2 separate regions of the Anser cygnoides genome follow, and region 1 is linked to region 2. A link is a contact called in public Hi-C data. All regions are on one chromosome and are shown on one strand. The core of a region is the stretch at or near the end of the contact, and the rest is flanking DNA. Distances in the headings are between cores, read along the strand shown.

What was found. Hi-C and Micro-C count contacts between places; a contact is called where the count stands out from the background.
Region 1: a contact with region 2 is called in a Hi-C map of liver, with 2.2 times the contacts expected there. The contact joins the promoter of MARCHF6 here to the promoter of DAP in region 2. A contact is called at or near these places in 2 of 7 Hi-C or Micro-C datasets (both in liver).

Annotation. Positions count from the first base shown.
Region 1 is chr2:87,283,852-87,291,293 of Taihu_goose_T2T_genome, reverse strand. MARCHF6 (membrane associated ring-CH-type finger 6) reads left to right here and starts at 3,574. Exons shown (of 26, transcript XM_048076398.2): 1 at 3,574-3,694. The coding sequence starts at 3,676.
Region 2 is chr2:87,073,784-87,081,394 of Taihu_goose_T2T_genome, reverse strand. It overlaps DAP (death associated protein), which reads right to left and starts at 5,785. Exons shown (of 4, transcript XM_048076399.2): 1 at 5,628-5,785. The coding sequence starts at 5,682.

The DNA.
Region 1 (7,442 bases), core at 2,325-4,824, 210 kb before region 2:
CCTAACCTCTGAAAATATCCACACCAGATGGTCAAGAAAGAGGTCACTGCCAAAATAAGATTGCTCCTGCTAAATTCTGAGGATAAACCCTACCTGATGTCATCTGTAATGATATCTTCACAGATTTTTAAAGATAGAACAACCAACATCCTCAGAAGGACTTTTAAGCAATCACTTGACATGTAACACATTTCACACAACACCCCTATTATCAAGGGGAACAAGGAGAAGTATACAAAAATAAAAAATAAAAATCATTGTTCTAATCTAATGACACACATATCGAACTATCTAAAAGGTTCACATAAGACTGATGTGAGTGTGTAAGGTATAGAAGCATATGCCTTAAATGATACTCCTGTTGATAAGAAAGGGATATTCTGGAAGACAAATGCAGGCGATTTTTTGAAGTTGAGAGTCCTTTGCAGAACAACAACACCCGCAGAACTCTGAATCCTAGGTAGATTAATAATAGCCATTGGCTCCACACTAGGCACGACAGTGAGGTCCCAATCAAGTTGATAGGGCCTGTTTTACACGGAAAATCCACTGTAACAAATACATGTGAAAAGATCTCTTCTGCACTTCAGCTACGCAATTTGGTGATGTGCATTCTGCACATTTTCAGAAGAATCAAGTTCTGCGAATACCTCTTTAATACGTGGAAATGGATATCTGTCAGTCATCCAAGTATTATCTAGCTCCTTGAAACCCAGACATAGATGAACAGCCTTGAGTTTTCTCTCAGTCAGATCTGTTCAACAGAGATTTACCCTGTAACATCATTTTAGGTCAGTTTTTTTACACCCTAGAAAATCATCATCTCTCACTGAAAACAGTAGTTAGCATCATTTCTTTCTTGGTTTTATTTTTAATAATCCATAAAACAAACCTCACAGCCAAGTGTCCCCTCGGAAATATTTTCTTAAATAAGCAGATCTGGAGCCTATATCACAGCTGTGTCTGATGGTGTTAGGCCAGTATGTTCATCCCTAAATTTATGTTGGGTGCATTTCTGTTATGCATTTTATAGAATATAAGCAAAACATGAAACTAAAGTCACATTTTCATGCAGGAAGTTTGCTACCTCAGGTAGCTACTACTTATAGCCTGGGTTCAGCATGAAGCAAGCACCAGCTGAAGGGAAGCAAATTGGTCCATACAGAGGCTTCAGAACCAGCTTCAAACGCTAATCCAACAACCTGAGCAATCCTCCTGACGTAGCAGTAAACGCTATTGCATGTGCGGTACATGTAAGACTACTTCTCTCCATTTCCCTGTCAGGAATCCTCTGGCACAGCAGATACCTGCTTAGTAGATGCAGTTTTATGAGTTACTGTGGCCAAATGGCCAGTCATCAGGACATGTGTCCTTCAAAAGACTCTGCAGTGTACCAGGAAGATCTGTGGTGGCAATTATTTTTACCAAGTGTCTTAGTAGTTCACAGAACTTTTTACTCTCTGATTTTGTCATGGCAACTTTCTGTAGGACGTACTTTATGCTGTATATCAGAGTGGTTGCTCTACTTTTAACTTAACAGCTTCTCCCCTGCCATGGGGACTCTTTCTAGATCTCCCTCATGGTGGTTGGTAAGGTGCTCAGGAACCAGATACCTATTCACCTCAGATGCTGCCTGATTTATTAAGATAGACTAGAATCCACTCGGTTTTCTTTAAAATAATCCATCATGTTTTCCACATTTTTGTAACTTGCTGTTTATATCACACTGAGCCATTTTTGTGGTGAGTTGGGTGGACACCTGTGGAAAAGAACTAGGACAGCACACTGGAAGTTAAGCTGCTGCCACCTCCAAATGAGAACCTTCAGTGACTGGAGCTGTGATTTAAAATAGAAATAGTGGACAAGATTTCAATTTTTTTTTTAAAGCTGATTAAGAAAATAAATGGGTTTTGAAATGTTCAGCTGAAGCAAACTGAAAAGCATTAGCTTTTGCTGTTCGGCTTTTTCAATACTGCAGACTTTCAAAACAACTCTAAAAACGTAAGGGAATCATTTCCATGAAGTTATTTTAAAATTGGAGAAAAGATGGAAATGTTATAGTACAAATGCTGTGTGGTTTCAATTTTTCAATTTTCATTTTGTATTTTCTTCAGAGAGCATTTGAAAATAGACAATATATTTTCTAAGCATTTAAATGTCACAAAACATAAGTGCTTTGCCAAAATAGGACCATGTTCAAAATACTTCTTTTTCCACTCCTCCCACTCATTCTAAATATGTCTTTCCTTTTGCCATGACCTTCTGTGATTCAGGATTACAACTATCACTATCTTAGGTTTCCACCTATAAAATTTCCCCATTTCCTCTGTTACTCAGATTATAACTTATTTGAAGCAGATATTTTATTTTTTTTCAGTATGTTTGTTCAGAGCCTGTTGACACTAATTCTTGACCTTGATGACACTAAAAAACAAATAACAGTCTCCTAACATCCCCCTCTGTATGAAAAATTAAAAATTAGGTAACCTGTATGTATTTCTCAGGTGAAGAACAGGCAACATATTACCGGATAGACACATATTAATAATATGTTCATCAAAAACACACAGTAGGTTCAGAGAGATTTAGTTTAATTTACAATAAAATACTTATTTTTCTTCTGTTTAAATTATAATGGGCTGCCTTCAACTCATGTTTACCAGTAAACTATTTTGTAGCCCATACTGAACCACATGGTAAGAACAAATTTGGGGGATTAATTCTTTCCAACTGCTGAGCAGATGGTATAAATGTGATGCTAAGTAGTTTAAAAGGCTGAATAGATAGATAAAGACAGGAATGAAATTATTCCCTGGCACCATGTAGCTAGCTACTCATTTCAAAAGTTTTTATCTGATTTTAAAACACTCTACCTTAGAAGACTGAAACTGGGAGAACTATGTGCATTAATTATGGAGAATTACATGTGTTAATTATGGAGAATTACACACACATATTTTGCCATGGTCTTTAAATGTGAATGGTAATTCAGGGACTTGTAAATGACATTTAATTTGTATTTATTGCAAGTGAGTAACAACAAAGGTTGCACGTTTGGAAGCCATACAGTTGGAATCACAAGTGAAGGTGGAAACTGGACTGCCCTGTGTCTTGGTGTGGTTTGGTTTTGGTTTGGTTTTTTTCTGTGTTTTTTTCATCAAGTGTTCCTGTACAGACAATTTGAATATGCTGTTGTTTCTTTGGTACCGAAGTGACGCTTTTTTAATATGCTAGGATGAGTTGTTGGGATGAAAATGAGCTTTTAAAATAACCTGATTTTCAGTTATAAGTAGGAGAGGATGAAAATGAGCTTTTAAAATAAAGTGATTTTCAGTTTTGAGTGGGAGTTTTTCCCCCTGCCTTTCCCAGAGGGACGACAGAAGGAAGACCTAAATTGGACACGTGTGTTACGCTGAAGTGCTTTAATTATTCACTACCGGAGAGCCACCCCGCTCCGTCACATTCCCCTGAATTTGGGGGGCTTTTTGTGAATTTTTGTCCATCTTAGCACTCCGGGAGCGGCGCAGGCCTTCCGCCCTCGAGTCCTCCAGCCCGCCTAGGCGGCACGGCACGGCCCGGCTCAGCGCGGCGCTCTACCCGCGCCGCCCCACTACGGCGCCCCGCCCGCCGCGGGTCACGCCACCCGGCCGGCCGGCGCTGCGTCAGCCGCGCAAGATGGAGACCGCCGAGGAAGGTACCGCGATCCCCGCCGCCTTCTCCGCAGCGCTCCCCGCCGCCCGCACCGCCAGCCGGGCACAGCCAAGGGGGTGAAGGGGATCGGGAGGAGGGCAGGCGGCCCGGCCCCGGGATCGGCAGCGAGCGCGGGGGTGCTGACGGGGCTCCCCCCCCCCCCCCCCCCGCTCCGTGCCCGTGCCCGGTGGCTGCGGGGGGCGCGACGCGAAATGGCGGCGGGCGGGGGGGGGGGGGGGGAGCGGCGTGCTGCCCTTATGTAACTGTAACTGTATCCGCCGCCGGTGCGGGGCCGGGGGGCGCTGCGGGAGCGGCTCGGCTCGGCACGGCTCGGCACCGGGGCCGTGAGGGGCCTCGGGGCACGGGATGACCCGAAACATGCGCCGGGCCCCGCCGGAGCTGGCCCCGCAGCTTGGCGGGTGTGTGAGTTACTGCCCCGGTCGGAATCCTGTCAGCAGCCCCTCGCTGCCGTGCCTTTATTATTTTGTTACTCGTTTCTGCCAAGCTTAACGCAGCTGTTAGCTAGTTAACTGCTCAAAAACCTGCTCGGAAAACCCAAAATATAAAGCGATGCAGGATCCCAGGTGGTTCCCTGTCTCTTTTACAAGAGATGAGTACATCACGCTGAAAAAGTTGTCAGAGAGATTGCAGTGACGTGTTTTTAATGCATAGTTCCCGTTTTGGGGGCATTGCTTGACTTGAAATCAATTGTTACGTTCCTTCAGCCCAGCTGATGTTGAGGAACTGTGCGGTTGGAGCTGGCAGTGCAGAACTTTCATAATAAACCAAAACAAATAAAGGATCTGCGCTATGCTTCTTAGCAGCGCGTGAGCTCTGCTTGCCATCTCAAGCAATAACTACAAATACGCGTTGTGGTGGCCGGACAGTTCCAAGGGAAAAATTAGCGTCTTGGTTTCAGTTGATGAGGCACCATTTTCAATGTAGCTTTTTACTTAGCGTCGCTTGGTTTTCCAACTTGAGAGAATTGAAAGGTAAACAGCTGGGAAAACACAGTGGATGAAGTAAGTCAATGCCTTTGCAGAATGTCCATTGGGTCACGCTGTAGACAAACTTAGTACTTGTGGAAACGGGTGGTTTATCAAAATATTTGTGTGCTTAAAATCTAACAACTTCTAACACTGCTGCAACTCTTGAGCCTCTGTAGTCCCACAGTTACATGAACTGATTAAATTAACAAAGTGACTGTTGAGATTTTGTGTATTTGGCATCTAGTCATCCAGAAAACTTGGTTTGTAGCAAACTGTGAAGTGGATTCTCAGAAAGGACGAGTTGAGTTCCCACCGTTCCAGTAGTTTGTAAATGTGTCTCGGTGGACTTAAGCCAAAAAAGGTAGTTGATTATTTGTAACAGGCTGTTAAATGTGGTAGCCTTTGATCGCACGTACTTCTACAGGACATAATCTGGTGACCGGCGGTGAGACCAGGAAGAGAGAACAGAGCGGGGTTGTTAGTTACATTTTAGGGCATTGTCTTCAGTAATCAAACCTTAGTGCTGTGCCCTGCACTTGGAGTTTAGACTTTTTTTTTTTTTTTTTTAATATATTTAGTATATGCACTTATTATTACTGTATATAACACCTTAAGTTTTATATTATACTCTTGTCAGTGTTACCCTTAAAAGCTCAAAAATAGTAGTATAGAAAGTACATAGGCTTCACACTCACTGTCCATAAATACTGCTAGAACATGGTGACTTCTGCTGGAGTTTCAAACTTCATTTCCCACTATTAGAATTTCATAGCACTTGCCAAAACACCAGAGAGACTTCCCAAAATTAGAAAGCTTTAAACACTAGCAGCCGAAAAGACTTTGTGACTTAAGGAAAAGGAAAGTCAGGCTCTTTATTGTGTGGCAGAGCCCCAACTTCTGCTGTATGTTTCCAGTGGACTTTAAGTAACTGTTGGTAACCTGTTAATGATTATATTGGTCCATTGATGATGGCCCTTGGGTTTCTGGTAGGATTGATGGTTGACTGAGCTGTATTGTAGAGTTAGTAGAAAACTAAGTGGATGGTAAGAGTTCAGAAAAAAGAGGCAGTTGAGGATAGTAATGGGCAGACCTAAAGGGCAGCTTCTTTGCTTTGGGCTTGATGTGGGAGCTGATCCTCTGTAGCGCCTGACAGCACCAGATAGCAGTGTCTGCTGATAACAGGTACCCCTTGTTCCTTCTAGCTAAATCATTTTTTTGCTAAATAGCCTGATCTTCAGTTTTGGGTATTACAGCGGTGAGCATTTCATTAGAGAAATGTGATGGGCAGAGAAATGTTTTCAAAAAAGAAGTGTATTACCCAAGATCATTATTTCCTGAACGCACACATGACTAACAGGATGCCAAGTGTGTGTGCAAGTAGAAAAACAGCGTCTGTTACACACTGGAAATTTCTCTGAAAGTGACAGTACAGGGGTTGTAAGGTGTAGTTTTACACATTGACCCTCAGCAGGGTTTGTTGATTTGAAGTTGTGTTGCTTAACAGTCCAGATTGTTACTTTTGTGCTTATTTGGATTTATGAAACAAGTGGGAATATCTAGAAGTTCTCGTATCCTTTGAAAACCTAAAATATAGTCTTAACTTACTTTAGTAAGCTAACAGAAGAAGGAAATCCTTTCCCTAATAAAGAATTCATCTATTTTCAGTAAAGAAAGCTCTGTTCTTCCCAGCAGTTTCTGCTGAGAAAGCCAATGGACCATTAATGGGTGGGTTCAGAGAGCTCTGGGGGTCTGTCAGGCAATATGCTTTAAATTGCTTTCTGTGCTGTCAAAGAGCATCCTTAAGGCACCAATTTCACGCCAGTTTAAACCAGTGTAGCTGCTGGTTCTCACGTTTTCCATCTGCCCCGTCGTGTGTAGGGTGCTGGCCCTAGTGCTGGCCTGACCCTTTACAAGGCTGCTCAACCTGTGAGTTGTCAACCTGCCGTGGGGAAGTAGCCCTGTTAAAGAGTGCTGGAGGAAGGTGGGTCTGCAGCAGCTAGAGGTTCTACCCTGGCCGTAAGCTGGAGAGAGCTGCCGTGGGCAGTCACCTGGAAGCACCCTCTGCGAGAAAAAGGAATCCTTCGCTTCTTGGGGAAACTGGGGGCTCGTGGTGTTTGCAGCAGCATGACATTGCTTGGTATGGCTCTGGTGGAAGTACTCCTTGTGCCTGCTTGTAGCAGCACCAATGTGGTGCTGAATGTGCTTGTGGTGGCCTTACTCAACTTAAGTAACAAACTTACAAAATAGCTATTCACGTTCATTATGTTTGGTTTTCTTTCTCTTTCATCAAAGAGGTTCAATAGTGGTAAATGTCTTAAGTAATTGTTAGTCATTGGTAAATCTCTTCTGCTCAGCCTCTGTTTAACTTGTTCAAAACTCAGATGGAATTATTCCATTTTGAAGTTTATAGCCGCTTGCAGGAGGATTATCCTTACCAGTCTAGACGTTGTTTCAGATGTTTTATTATTAATTTCTGTTTTTATGCAGAGTACCCCTACATATCTACATATTGGTGTGTATATGCTAGAAATCTTAAAAACACACTGCCTTATTACATGTTTTTGTTTGTTTTGTTTTGTTTTAATGAAATGATCAGGGAGATAATGTTCCTGTTTTGTGTGTGTGTTTTTTTTTTTTTTTCTGGTGGTCTGAGTCTTCATGTCTTCTACCAGATGAAATCTATCTTCCAGCCTTTTTCACTTTAAGTTACTTTGGCTTCATCTTGCTACATGGCAACGTTTCTGTAGTGTATAATTTGTTATG
Region 2 (7,611 bases), core at 4,536-7,035:
CATCTTGTCAGCTAACTGGATGTGCTACACTGCAACCAGTCACCAACCAGAAAACCCCTAGGGCAGTCAAGAGTCAATGAGAACACCTACAGATGTGCTGCTCTGTGCTGGAAAGTCCACAGGCAGCCTGAGACATCACATAGTGGCAGGGCACAGACGTGGGTGACTGAAAAGGAGCTGAAGCAGCTTGTCCGTGTGGTTACGGGAGGCTGGGACTTCTGACAGCCCTTTTGTACCCAGCCATAGAGAAATTAAGGCACCTCACAACCATTCAGTACCAATCCCTGAAGCCTAGGAGCAGGTAAAGTTCTTAGTTTTTAGCTCAGCTTTTCAGAGCAGCGACGAACAGACACTCCTGAGCACAGGAGTGCTCAGCCTGCTTCAGGGAAGGAAATAAAGGGAAAGTGACCTGCCCCAAGAAGAACTGCATGTTTGGTCCCTGGATTTGTTAAATAGATTTTTAAGCTTTGTGATATTTGAAAGACAAGATTCTGATTTGATAAAGGACCTTAAAGACAAGCAATCAACAGAGGAAATAAAAAGAACTTTTATCAACAATAAAAACTCTGGCATTATCATGCATTGAAAAAAACACACAACGTATTAACCGTTTTTGTATTCTCTCCAGCATACAACCTACAATACTTAAATTTGTGAAACATGTTTGAGATGGCACAGGGAAAGACAGAAAGATTAGGTAACAAATAAATGTAGTTTTAGAGATGGCACAAAAATAAAAATTCCTATTATTTTCTCCTGATGCAAAGTCCTTACACATTCAAGGTGGTTCATAAAAGCAAACACTGAATTCTACCAAGTGCTGTCCTGTTCTAATGTCTCCATTTAACTTAATCAAAGTGCTTGATACATCCACAAGCCAGAACAAGAGCAAGACTGATCAGCTAAATAGCTGACACTATATGCCACATCTGAGACAGAAATAAACTACATCTAAACATTTATGCTTTTACAAATCCAAGTATTCATCTGTATTCTGTAGAAAACCTATCAACTGAACTAAAAAGAGTACAAGGCTATAGAAATGATTTATTTTTAATCTACAGTCTGATGGGACAGCATTGACCTGCAAAAAAAGTCCTAAAATCCTTACTTGCAGCACTTGTTTTACTTTACCTTCATTATTTTTTATTAACAGTAATTTATAGACTTAAAGCCTTGCACAATCAGTTCCTCTTAGCTCAATTTAAAATCACTTTTTGTGGAAGATGCTATCGCCCATCTGCCAGGTCACAAAACAGCATTTCCAGAGAACACCTGCGTGCTCCCACATTGCAGCTTTTCACCATCTGAGAGAGAACTAAGGGAAACAACACCCAAGGACTTAGCACAAACTTAGCTGGCCAAAATCCCTCCTGGTTTACATTATCTATCATCAGGCAACCAGCCACTTGTTTTCACTATTTGTCACTAGCAAGGACATCCAACTAACACGATCAGATTTCTCTACAGGTAGAGTTATGAAGGATTAAAAAACAAATAAGCAGACAATTAAAAGGCACGATAGCGAGTGACCAATGCAACAGGTTTGTTTTTTTTTCCCCCTCACTAATATCTACTGGCATAGTCATCTAGAAGTACATTGGTGCATAACTGAATGATCTTCAGTAATCCAGGGTTACTGTGCAAATCTGAAAACCAAAAGAAGAATCCAGCTGACAAGTGCAGTAATAATCTGAATTTCTGAGAACAAAAGTGGAATATTTATATAAGCATCCTGTACATGCAGCTGAGGTACATCTATGCCACCCAAGATACGATACAGTCATACCCAATCTGGTTTCAAAAGACTTTGCTTAAGAAGAGAAAGAATCTCTCTGCAACATAAATGACTTCTGTTTTCAAAAGATTTCAACCCAGCTACATGTCAGTGTTGGGCAGAGAAGAAATGATTATATGCACCAACTTAAAGTAAAAAATGCTCCATTTGTGAGATTTTCTTGGATTAAGAGGATTCATCTATTTCTTACTTGCCTGGTTTTCACCAAACAGCTTCACTGACGCTTACTACAGTGATTTTGTTACTTAAAAGTTGTTATTAAGAGAATATGAGCTCAGATTTTCCTACAGCAAATCCTTCACAGAGCGGAAAAAGCATTTAAATAACTGAGAAATCACCTTCCAAAACGCTGCCAAAAATAAATGCCCAAAACAGGAAGGTGTCAACAATTGTACTGGGAGTAGGAACAAGCCAGTTTCCACGGGCCTCAGACTGCAGTTACTGAGGGGGATCCTGGCAAGGGCAGGAGCCCAGGGAGCAGCTGCAGGTGGTAGGGAGCTGATGAGAAGCCACCAGCTTCTAAGGCGAGAAATAAAGAGGGGAACCAGTTACCGGCAACAGCAGAAGTCTGTTTGCCCAGTTGCTGGATGACAGCTTAGCTCTGGTTATTAACTACTGTTTGCCATGTTTGCTCTGAGGGGTAGACAGAAGCGTCTTGCTTATTCTGTGACTGGTAACCTGTGTTCCCCTTAAGGGTACATCTCTGCCAGACACCCTTTTGGAAATGCATTAAGCTACCACGTTAATCAATTAATATTCAAGACAATCTGGAATCGGTAATCATTCTCATTTTACTTACCCCTTCCTTCCTCCTAGTTTCCAAGACTTACTCCCGAAATAAATCACACCAAGTCACAGAAAGCACCAAGTGCCTGCAGAACCACTGCAAGCCTGGGCACTGCTCATTTAGATGGGTGATGTGCAACCTCACGGCCAGAGGCAGTCCCTTCTGGGCAAACCTTTTGGTGCAAGTGATATCACCCACTGTACTAGAAATCAACAGTACAACCAAGATCTTTAGCACCTCCCTGCTTTCCTTCAGCGTAGTATTAAATATTAATACAAAATTTATTTCTCATGAACCATATCAATATAATGGAATCTGTTATTATAAGATGTATGAAAAGCTAATACTGAGGGAAACTTTAAACAAGCCCTTCTGCACGCTTAAGGGAACATACGTTAGTGTCTGACAAAACAAGAATGGAAGTAAGAGTTATTATATACCATTATTTCATAGAAATCCTGGCTTAGAGCTATTTTTTTTAAATGCAGAACAAAAGCACGTAACTATTTCCATGAATCTATTGTAAAGCTTCATAAATAAACTATTAATACAATCACCTTGCTTTATTCATCCACAGTAGCTATTAGAAGAAATGAACAGCTGAAAGCATAATTACACAGCCGTTTTCAGAGTGACTGCAAGCCGTACAAAACCTACTCAGCATTGTATTATGGATACATTGATCTTACTGACAGATGGATATATATATTTATACATGAGGGTCCCAACTTAAGCTTTATTAAGTTTCAGAACGGAGTTCAAAGTTGCTTCGTGTACCCTGTTGCCAGCCTGAGGTCTTAAGGTTTCTTTCCATTTCATTATCCTTTCTGTTTTCAAGTGTTTTTCTTATCTTTCCGCCTCGCCCCCCATGGGAAAGATCAATGCAGAGAGGAAGCTAACAGACTGAATGCAGTCATAAGCAAGGGCTAACCGGGCACGTGAAATATAACGAGTTTGTCAATTCAGCTTCAATTTCATGATCTAAATCTTTCCTAACATTTACGCACGCGATTCATACTCAGCGGGGTAATACATCCCTAATTACAGAAACAACCATATGCAGCAAAACCAGAGCTGTCGAGCCATTAGTCAAAAAAGTTCCCCCATTTGCATCTTCGCCTTGCTAGAAATTAGCCTTTTTATTTATGAGCGCTATTCCAGCTGCATACAAGTAGTCATTTTTTGTTGGTGTTTTCAAGAATTCCTTACTTCTATTTTATTAAAACTTCCTTACAAACTGCCATATGGCATTACATTATTATTCGAGGATCTAAACCAGCTTGGGATAGAGGATTAAAACCCAGCTTCAGCCTGTACAGTAAGTATAAACTGCCATTAGTCAGCACATTTATTGTGGATTCTCGAAGTGTTAAAAGGACCACGCGTCAGAGGGACTTTCTTCTGCCAACCAGTTCAAAACCACCCTCCTGCAGGAATGACTTGAGGATACTGTAAAACATCGGTTGTCTCTGGCCTCAAAGACAGAGTTGGCGATCCCCTTCCAAAGCTGAATTGGTGCATACTCACAGAATACCCTCAGGGTTGCTACGGACCTTAAAAGGTACAAAGCTGAGCAAGGTCTTCAGCTCGTACGTGGATGCAAGTCTTAAAAAGGAAAAGAAAACACTGAAATACTCTGACAGCAATGAAAACCTGTATTGTACTGCAATTACAATTTTGCACTGTGCATTGCTCATTTCTAAAGGTGGCCTGTGAAGCCTAAACTAGGCCTTTAAAATAAAAAAAATCCCACGTTTAAAAACACAGGTTTTGAAACAAAACTTTAAAACATACAACAAAATAACACAGCCACAAAGCAACTAACTGGAAATAGATGCCACTCATCCTTTCTCCCTGTCAGTCGATGGTTTAGCTGTGCCCTCTGGTTGCACCAGTCTAACATCTCAATAATTCCTTCACACTGAAGCTGAACTGAAAGTGAGTGGATTTGAGGAGCTATGGCAGCAAAAACCATTGACATCTGGCAAATTAGTTTGGCTTAGTTACCTGAACCAGCTCACCACCAGGTCAGGCAAGGGCTAATGCTGGGACAGGGCAGGCTGCAGAAGTGGGACAACTCTGCTCAGCCAAGGGATCAGCTTAACTCAGCTATTGAATTGCATTTGCCACACAAAGGAAAGCAATTACCTCTCACTTCTCTTATCTATTTAAAGGAATTTCAGGTCCTCGCTATAGTAAAGAAGCAGAATTCAATTCAGGTTCGAGGACTGCTTTCAAATCCGCAACGTAAAATTTAGCTATTATATCCCATCAAATTATTTGAATTTGAAACTAGCTGTTCTGTGAATTGAGAATTTCAGCATTTTTGGACTGAAATACTTGAAAAACTATTCCACGAGGAAGCGTTACAAAACATAAGAAAAGGTGTCAGCGCAGGGACACTGTTCCCCTTCTAATAGCGCAGTTCCCCTTTCAATAGAGCAGCAGTAAAGAGGAAGAAAACCGAACAGCAGCAAGGAACAGTCCCACTGTGCAGAGGAGCTCTGGCCGTGGCTGGTGACGGGTCGATGCCACACCAAAGGCAGGCCCAGCTGCTCCCCACGCCCAACCACTGCTTCCCTCGCCCCTCAGCACTTAACACCGGGTGGAAACGGCCAGAACGGCCTCGGCGGGGCACTCAGTGAGCACCTCGCTTCCCACCAGGCCCACCCCCAGGATTAAAGCTGGGGACGAGCCAGCACCCAGCCAGCTCGCCCCGCTGGCGCAGCGAGGCAGAGTGCCGGCACAAAATGGATGTGGGGCGCGCTGTCAGCTCCCTGCCCGCGGGCTGCTCCTTCCCCGCCCCGCGCAGGCAGGGCACGGCTCCCTCCCTAAGGCTGCGGCGGGACGAGAGCCGCACAGAGCCAGCCCGGGGGCTCCGGGGGGCTTTGCTCCGCGGGGACGCGGCGCCGGAGCAGCCCCTGCCCGCCCTCCTGCCCGCCCAGCCCGGGGCACAGCTCCGCTCCGCTCCGCTCCGTCCCCCCCCAGGCCCGTCCCCGGAGGCGAGCGGAGCAGGAAGGAGCGGTGCGGCGGCGGCAGTACCAGCAGGAGGGTGTCCGGCCCGCGTCTCGGCTTTCTCCTTGGGGGGCGAAGACATGGCGGTGGTGGCGGCTCCCGCAGTGCCCGCACGGGCGCGCCCCTACCCCGCTCCCCCGCACCGGCCGCTCCCCGCTCCCCGCCGAGGCCGCGCCCCCTGTCAACGTGGCTGCCCCGGGGCTCCGCCGGGCCGCGCCCAGGCACCGTGGGGGCGGCACCGGGCCCGGCCCGGCCCAGCCAGGCCCCCCGGGCACGGAGGGTGAAGCCGGGCCCGGCCCCCTTCCTCACCCGCCTCGGGGCTGGAGGCTCCGTGGCGTACGCGGGGCCCGGGTCTGAAAATTTACTGCTCGCCGCCGCTGCTGGGCGTGCAGTGAGCGTTGTGAAACCGCCACCTTGGTGGTTTCCGTATTTTTTTCTTTCCTTCTTCTGCCCTGATATGAGTGCGGTTTGTGCAGCCGGTTCCTGCCTTTAAAAATCGCGTTTGGCTAGCGTGTGCTGTTTTAGAGGGCAGTACACCTTTATTATTTAATCATTAGGGTTGGAAAAGACCTCCAAGATCATCTGGTCCAACCATACCCCCTACCACCAATGTCACCCACTAAACCATGTCCCCAAGCACCCCGTCCAACCTTTCCTTGAACACCCCCAGGGACGGGGACTCCACCACCTCCCTGGGCAGCCCGTGCAATGCACGACCACTCTTTCTGAGAAGAAATGTCTCATGAGCAACTAACCGGCAGGTCAGGCCTTCCCCCTCGTCTTGTTCTGCCAAACCACACACGGGTGAAGTGGTGTGTACAGCGCTCATCTTGCTTGCACCTCAGATCTCATTATCTTTTCCTTTGAAATCACACTGCTGATTCACACCCATACAAGATTTTTTAATTTTTTTTTTTCCAAACACTTCGGTTACACTATCAAAATAACATGGAAAGGTATTGAGCACAGTGCCTAAATCAATTATATTACCAGCAAAGCGTAAACCATACAAGTTTGGGTTTTCTTTTATAACTTGCCATAAGGAAATCTAGCCCCTGAAAGCTGAGCGTGCAATGGTTGCAAGTTGAACCCTCCGAAAGTGCTGTAGTGGTACTGCCTCCCAGGTGTACCATAGGGAAATTAACGTAGCCATGGGGTGCAGGTCTTTTTTCCAATTACTATATTACCCTTGCCAAAATGTAAGTAATGGGTAATGGCATGTGGGGATTTTTGGCGATAGACCAAAATGTAATCACATCATAGTATCCTTAGCAGTCTGCATGAACAAATGTTATCAAAATACTGTAACTTAGTTGTTGCATTTTGCTGCTGGGTAATTTAATTTTCTTACACATACGGCACTTTGAAGTCTCAGATTATATTTTCAGCTGTCACCTTCTCTGTAGCCTAACACAAATTACTCCAATTCCCCTTCCAGTCTCTGTCAAAGCCTGTTCAGATTATAATTTTTTTTTTTCTGGGACAAAATTATCTCCTAAATGGAGATTATAATATTTCCCTGTCTACTTTCCTCTTGGTTTGAATGAAAAGATTACATGTTTGGTTATTCTTGGTTTTCCCAGGTATGCTTGGCTTGGAATTCCCTCTGCTGGTTATGGCAGTCAGTATGATGTTTTGCTGTTGCAGGTTTACTTTAAACCAGCTATTATAGAATTGAAATTCAAGAAAATGTGCTTTATGACATTAATTTTTTTTTTCCTCTGAGAATCAGTAATACTTTCATATTTCAGTGCAAGGATTTTGATGTGTGGGGGTGCACTGCAAGGAAGCATTGCATCAAAGATGTACTTGGCTGTTGTTGGGAAAGCTGCCAACATTTCATAATGCTCCAACGCTTGAATATTGCCATTAATACAAGTCCTCGTATAAAGGCTTGCTGTGGCTTCACTACTAAAACATGACATCCACCCTGAGTATGTGTCAGAAATGCAGGGCTGGAACAGGGCATTTCCTGCAAATGCAGCTGTGCATCAGATTTGGGAGCAGGGAT